Linked DNA regions of Oryctolagus cuniculus: region 1 is linked to region 2. The links are chromatin contacts, called in public Micro-C maps. All regions are on one chromosome and are shown on one strand. Each heading gives the region's core, a stretch centred on a gene start, on an enhancer-like site or on the middle of the called end of the contact. The rest is flanking DNA. Distances are from core to core; before and after follow the strand shown. Region 1 overlaps LOC103349467 (a long non-coding RNA gene). Region 2 holds the start of PDK4 (pyruvate dehydrogenase kinase 4).

Region 1 (3,259 bases), core at 654-3,153, 46 kb after region 2:
GAATAATGTTAGTGAATAGCCTAAGGTCATGCTCAAGAAACAGTGAAAATCCATCTATTTTTCACCATCAACATCTCCCTAAACAAAGTTTCATCCTCACACTAATGTTGATTATAGCCACAGTCCACTGTTATGATCACAAATTCTTCAGTCTGATTCAGACATACCTTTTAGTGAAATACCTCACTTACCTCCCCATATTGGAATCCATCCCTGGGATGACCCATCCACACACCTGTGAAGACAATTAGCACATCCCAAGCACAGTGAGCTGGCCCTGCCTGGGCGTGGCTTTCTATATTTTTCAGCTGCATGTGGTTAGTGAAATTTTTCCATGCATAATCTTTTTTTTAACTTTCATTTAGTTAATATAAATTTCCAAAGTACAGTTTATGGATTACAATGGCTTCCCCCCCATATTTTCCCTCCCACTTGCACTCCTCCCATCTCCCTCTCCCTCTCCCATTCCATTCACATCAAGATTCATTTTCAATTATCTTCATATACAGAAGACTGATTTAGTATATATTAAGTAAAGATTTCATCAGTTTGCACCCACATAGAAACACAAAGTGTAAAATACTGTTTCAGTACTAGTTATAGCATTACTTCACATTGGACAACACATTAAGGACAGATCCCAAAGAGAAGTAAGTACACAGTGACTCCTGTTGTTGACTTAATAATTTGACACTCTTGTTTATGGCGTCAGTAATCTCCCTAGGCTCTAGTCATGAGTTGCCAAGACTATGGAAGCCTTTTGGGTTTGCAGACTTCGATCTTATTCCGACAGGGTCATAGTCAAAGTGGAAGTTCTCTCCTCCCTTCAGAGAAACGTACCTCCTTCTTTGATGGCCCCGTTCTTTCCACTGGGATCTCACTCACAGAGATCTTTCATTTAGGTCTTTTTCTTTCCAGAGTGTCTTGGCTTTCCATGCCTAAAATACTCTCATGGGCTCTTCAGCAAGATCCAAATGCCTTAAGGGCTGATTCTGAGGCCAGAGTCCATGCATAATCTTTAATGTTCACAAAGACCATTGTCCTCTGGGCTTTTCTATTTTTACTTACCTACTAAACAAAAAGATTTTTATGACTTGTATCATCTCTCAATTACATTGATTCCCAAACTTCAGTCACATAAAACCTGGTTGGTTACTTTTTTTATGGACTTTAAAAAAAGAAGGGATGGATGCCCACATTTGAGGTAGTCAACACCATATGAAGGCATCTTAATGGCAATTTCATCAACCAAAAGAGCAACTGAGTCTTGGAAACTTGAAGAATTGTTCAAACAGCTTTGAAACCAGGAGTTATACTCAAAGCATACATGAAAGTTATGCAGAAAACTAATTTTAAGAAATGTTAGTAAATACTTGGTGTTAGACCTGGGCATGGCAGAGACACAAGATTTCAGAAGACTGTGTGGAAAGAGATGGAGAGACATCCAGGGCCTCTACGATAAGAGTCAACTAGAACAGAGGTTAATGGGGGATGTCAGCAACTTAAACTGTACCTATCTGAAGTAGGAAATGTTGACTTTTGTTCTCTGAGATGCAAAACAAATGAAGGTAGATGAACATATTTGCATTTGACTCAAAAAGCAACCTTACAGTTGTCCAAAGAGTGGCCTCAGACAATGAGTTTAAAACTAATCAAGGGCTTGAGCAGTGCAAGGCAGAAGTCTGTAGGCTTGGTCTGGGAATCTATAATAAAGGAAGAAGCAATGGCAACTCAGCAGCACACAGTGTCTCCTTCCGAGAGAGGCCTTGGTGTCTGTTCTTGGCATTGACCACACTCCATCATAAGTTTCTGGCACCCTCCCAAAGAGAACAGAGTGTTCCCTCTCAGTGTACAAAGACTTCAAAAACATGTTTGTGTGTGCAGCGCAGTAGGCAGGGCCTGGCTGTGTCACTCTGTGTCTCACATTGCCTTGCTGGAGTGTCGGGAGGAAGTCTGTGGCATCAGACCTGCTGTGCAAGTCTTCAGAAGTTGGATGAGTCCCCGGGGCCAGGCTGGGCACTTTGCTGGTGTTTCCAAAAAATATTCAGTTACAAGGAGCAAATATAGAATGGACTCCAACTAATCACCTATTTTGGTAACAAAAGCCTCCTTTGGAAACTTGTACCTGTTCCCCTCCACCTCCTGTGAGATTGTCTGGCCAGGCATGATTGCTCACCCCGTGCGAGCTAAGATAACACAGATTAACACCAGTGCTAGTGCTGCCAGCGTGGAGGCACTGACTCACTCCCTGTTCCTCTCACTCCTCTCACTCCCTTGTCAGGAAACTGAAATCTTAGCAGGAGGAGGCATTAGTCAGTCTGGCCTGAGAAGCCCGGAGGGGTCTCCTGGGGTTTCCAGTAAATACAAAAGCATGACAGTAAGCCCCATGCCCTCTGGACAAGTAACCTAGGTCCACCTGTCTTGGTGTCCAACAGCAACTTGCAGCCACAATTGTGTAGAGTACCTTGCGGACAGACCCATAGAGATCCTCATTGCAGACCTGTTCTATTGAATCAGGTCCATAAAGACAGGCCCTACTGTAGAACTTTCTCCATCTTCTGATCCAGCCCCCTCTCTGTCTAACCACTCCTGACACAGAGTTCTTAAGATGGTCTTTTCCCTGTCATCACTGAGCATACAGTCTTCCCAAGGGTGCTTTGGATGAACACAACTTGCAGGACTAGAAGTTACTCTAGGTGAGAGGTGGAAGGTGAGTGAAAGTGAAGCTCAAGTTCATTACTGTACATGACCACAGACTTTAGACTGTACACATTTACAAAAAAATTCCTCAATAATAAAAAATTTTTAATATGAGAGAGAATTTTTTTAAGTTTTTGTTTATTTTATTTGAGAGGCAGAGAGAGAGAGGGAGAGACAGAGGGAATCTTCCATCCACTGCCTTACTCCCCAGATGGTTGCCGCAGCCAGGGCTGGGCCAGTTTGAAGCCAGAAGCTTTTAATGGGGGAAGTGGGAAATAGCTACTGATATTTTTTACAGCAGCCAGCATCCAGGTGGCCTAATGTGTAGCTCAGGGTAAGAATTCCTGAATTCAATGCTCCAGGAAGGCTAGGATTTCACTGCTGTTTTTCACCTCTGAATCCCCAGCAGGTACATGGTCCAACTCAACAAATATTTGTTGAATAAATGTCAACATTATATGCTTCTCCTGATCAAAACCAAGACAAATACACAAAAAAATTCCTTGCCAGTGATCATCACCTGTCTTTTTTTTTTAAAGATTTATTTTTATTTGAAAGT
Region 2 (2,849 bases), core at 146-2,645:
GCAAAGAAGTCAAATGGAAAGCTCAAGACAGGAGTGTGGCTCTCATGGAGGAGTTTGCATTAGAATTTGGAACAATGGAATTTAGAAATCACTCCTGTGACCGAGAGAGATGTCTCAGGGAAACAGGGCAAAGAGCCGCCATGGAGCCTACAGTCACCTGTCACGCTGAGTTCCCCATTCAGTTTGCACGTGCAGGGGCCCAGGCCAAAGGGCTCTTTTGTAACAAACCACCCCGTAATTAACACCCCTTAGCTCCCCTTCCATCCCACGTGTAAGCACTCTCTCCATCCAGCTTTCCCAAAACATCAGGCTTCATCTTCTTGCTTTCAAGAACAGGGAGAGGAGGAGGAGGGTAGGGTCAGACTTTGATGATAGGGTAATGTGTTTCAACCATTGTCATTAATCTAGCAAATGACAAAGCAGGGTAGGAATCTCAAAGCTGCAGGAGACCCTGTTCCCCACCCAGATCTTCCGGAGAGGGGGAATCAAACTGGGATTAATTAAGAATGTAAATAACACGATTCCATGAGGGACAAAGGCCATATTTGGAGACAGGGGGGGGGGGGCAGTAAGGGAGGCTCTGGGAGCTTACGATGTGTCCAAGACGTCTGATGATGGGACAGTTTTCGGGAAAGACTGGGAGGAATGGCAGTCACACAAGGGGAGCGAGGGAACTGATCCTGCTCTGACGGGAGAAAGCGAGGTCGCGTCAAACTGACAAACAGACTCCCTTTTTATTCTCGTTAAGAAACACAGTTTAGCACTAATGGAAGGCGTTAGAGGAGAGAACAAATTCATGGCCTTTCTCCAGCGCAAAAGAACGTCAGTGAATTCCCGCCGTTCCTCAAGTCTCCGCCGAGGGAACTTCCAGTTCCCGCGTTCGCTCCTGCTTGCCCGAGAAGGGCGGGGAGAACACTTTAGCCTGTTTGTTCCTCCCGCTGACCAATGGCGGGGCCGGCCTCACTTCTGCCCGCAGCTGATTGGCTACTGTAAAAACCCCGCTCTGAGCGAGAACCAATGAGTCCTCGCAGCCCCGGCTCTTGGAAACAGTTTCTGGCCGGCAACGCGTGACATTGAGACGGCTTCGGGCCTGTAAACAAGGACGAGTCGGGACGGGCCCCGTCCTCCTCCGGGGCTGACGTGGGGCCCCCGACGCCCCGCTCCCCCCTCCGCGGCCTGCTGCCCACCCCCTGCCCCTCGCCTCGCAGCTCCGGGCACCGGCGCCAGGCCAGACGTGGTCACCGCGCGGGGCCGCTGGGCGCCTACCGCGGCCAGGGGGCGGAGCCCGAAGTTCTCTCTCACGGGCGTGGCCGGAGTTGAGGACGCCTCTCCAGGTCCCCGCGAGTGGGGGGAGAGCGCAGGGGAGACGAATAAAAACCGCAGCGGGCAGCGGGCGGGGAGAGACGGGAGTCCGAGTGTGCAGCCGCCGCGGCCGCTGACCCTGCAGCTCCGCCCGCGCCCCGTGCACCTGCACGCCCCACCCAGGGCAGTGAGCGTCGCCCCGCCGGCCAGCCCCAGCCCCTGCCCCAGCCGCTGCCCCTGCCCGGCCCGGCCCGGCCCCGGGGGACGTCAGGATGAAGGCTGCCCGCTTCGTGATGCGCAGCGCCGGCTCGCTGAGCGGCGCCAGCCTGGTGCCCCGAGAGGTGGAGCACTTCTCGCGCTACAGCCCTTCCCCGCTGTCCATGAAGCAGCTGCTGGACTTTGGTAAGAGCGGGGCCCCGGGGCTGGGGAGTTGCCTGAACTTTCAGGAGCGGAGACCACCGAGGTCCACTTTGCAGCGGGGCCGCGAGGCCGGCCCAGCCTGCTCTTCCCCAGCTCTGGCCACTGTCTGCCGGTCAGCGCCCCCGGCCGCCCTGCAGGTGCCGGGCCGTCCGGGCTTGGCTCTGCTCGCCTCTCTGCCCACATCTGCCAGGCGCTTGCTGCCGTGGCCCAGGAGCTTCTGCTCCTCGCTCCCTCCCGGCACAGAGGGTCTTGGAGAAGACTCACAGCCTCGGATGCTGGACTTGGGCCCCTCGTCCCCTGCACCCTCTGTGCCTTCCTCGCAGAACTCCCTGTCTCTTGGCCGTCTGCGAAACGCCGGTGGTTTTTGGATGTCTAAGGGTCCGTCCTGCTCGGGACCCAGCGCCGCACTCTCCTGTGAGCTTGAGATCTGATCGCCAGCTGCTCCGACTGCAGAGCGGGCGTCACTTTTCGGGAGAGAAAGGGAGAATTCTCCTGCGCTGGTCATTGAACAGCCGCCAGCGATGCGGTCCGCGCCTGACCGACGGCCTCCGATGCGGCTTAACACGCCCCAGTCCCACAGCGGACGGCCTGGCGGATGTGCGGCTCCGGCCGCGGACCCAGCTTCCTGGCGGTGCAGGCCCCTGGGCAGGGCAGCGCTGATGGCCAGGTCCCCGCCCGATCCCAGCATCTGGGGAGTGTCTCTGCCCATGGCAGGTGTCTTCCCCTCTCTGCGTCTCTGCCTATCAGTAACTAAATAAATCCAGTACAAATGCAAGAAGAAAGTCATCGAATTACCTGGCTCACAAAACAGCACCACCACTGAGAATAAACACCATCAGTGTTTGATAATTAATGCCATTCCAATCCATAATTTAGATCAACTTTTTTTTCCGCAAAAAATACATTAATTTCATTTATTTCAGGTTCCGAAAACGCATGTGAGAGAACATCCTTTGCGTTTTTGCGACAAGAGTTGCCGGTGAGGCTGGCCAATATCCTGAAGGAAATTGACATCCTCCCCGAGCGCTTAATCAATACCTCTTCAGTGCAGCTTGTTAAAAGCTGGTAAGTGCTGCCCGTTTTGAATTCTCTAGTTTTAAAATAGTTCTCGAGTGTGGCTTCTTATA

What was found. A called contact is a pair of places that touch in the nucleus more often than the background predicts.
Region 1: a Micro-C map of ear pinna shows a contact between it and region 2, with 3 times the contacts expected there. The contact joins the enhancer-like site here to the promoter of PDK4 in region 2. A contact is called at or near these places in 4 of 6 Hi-C or Micro-C datasets (ear pinna, embryonic fibroblasts, psoas muscle and 1 more).

What each region holds. Positions count from the first base shown.
Region 1 is chr16:40,642,213-40,645,471 of mOryCun1.1, forward strand. The region is part of intron 2 of LOC103349467 (a long non-coding RNA gene); the gene reads left to right. Among named protein-coding and RNA genes, the nearest start is that of PDK4, 46 kb to the left of the region's middle. Within about 2 kb of position 1,904, at least 4 of the 8 cell types and tissues checked have an H3K27ac peak or open chromatin away from gene starts, as enhancers often do. A contact at or near this core is called in ear pinna, where this site is marked.
Region 2 is chr16:40,596,602-40,599,450 of mOryCun1.1, forward strand. PDK4 (pyruvate dehydrogenase kinase 4) reads left to right here and starts at 1,396. Exons shown (of 11, transcript XM_002713691.5): 1 at 1,396-1,704; 2 at 2,646-2,787. The coding sequence starts at 1,575.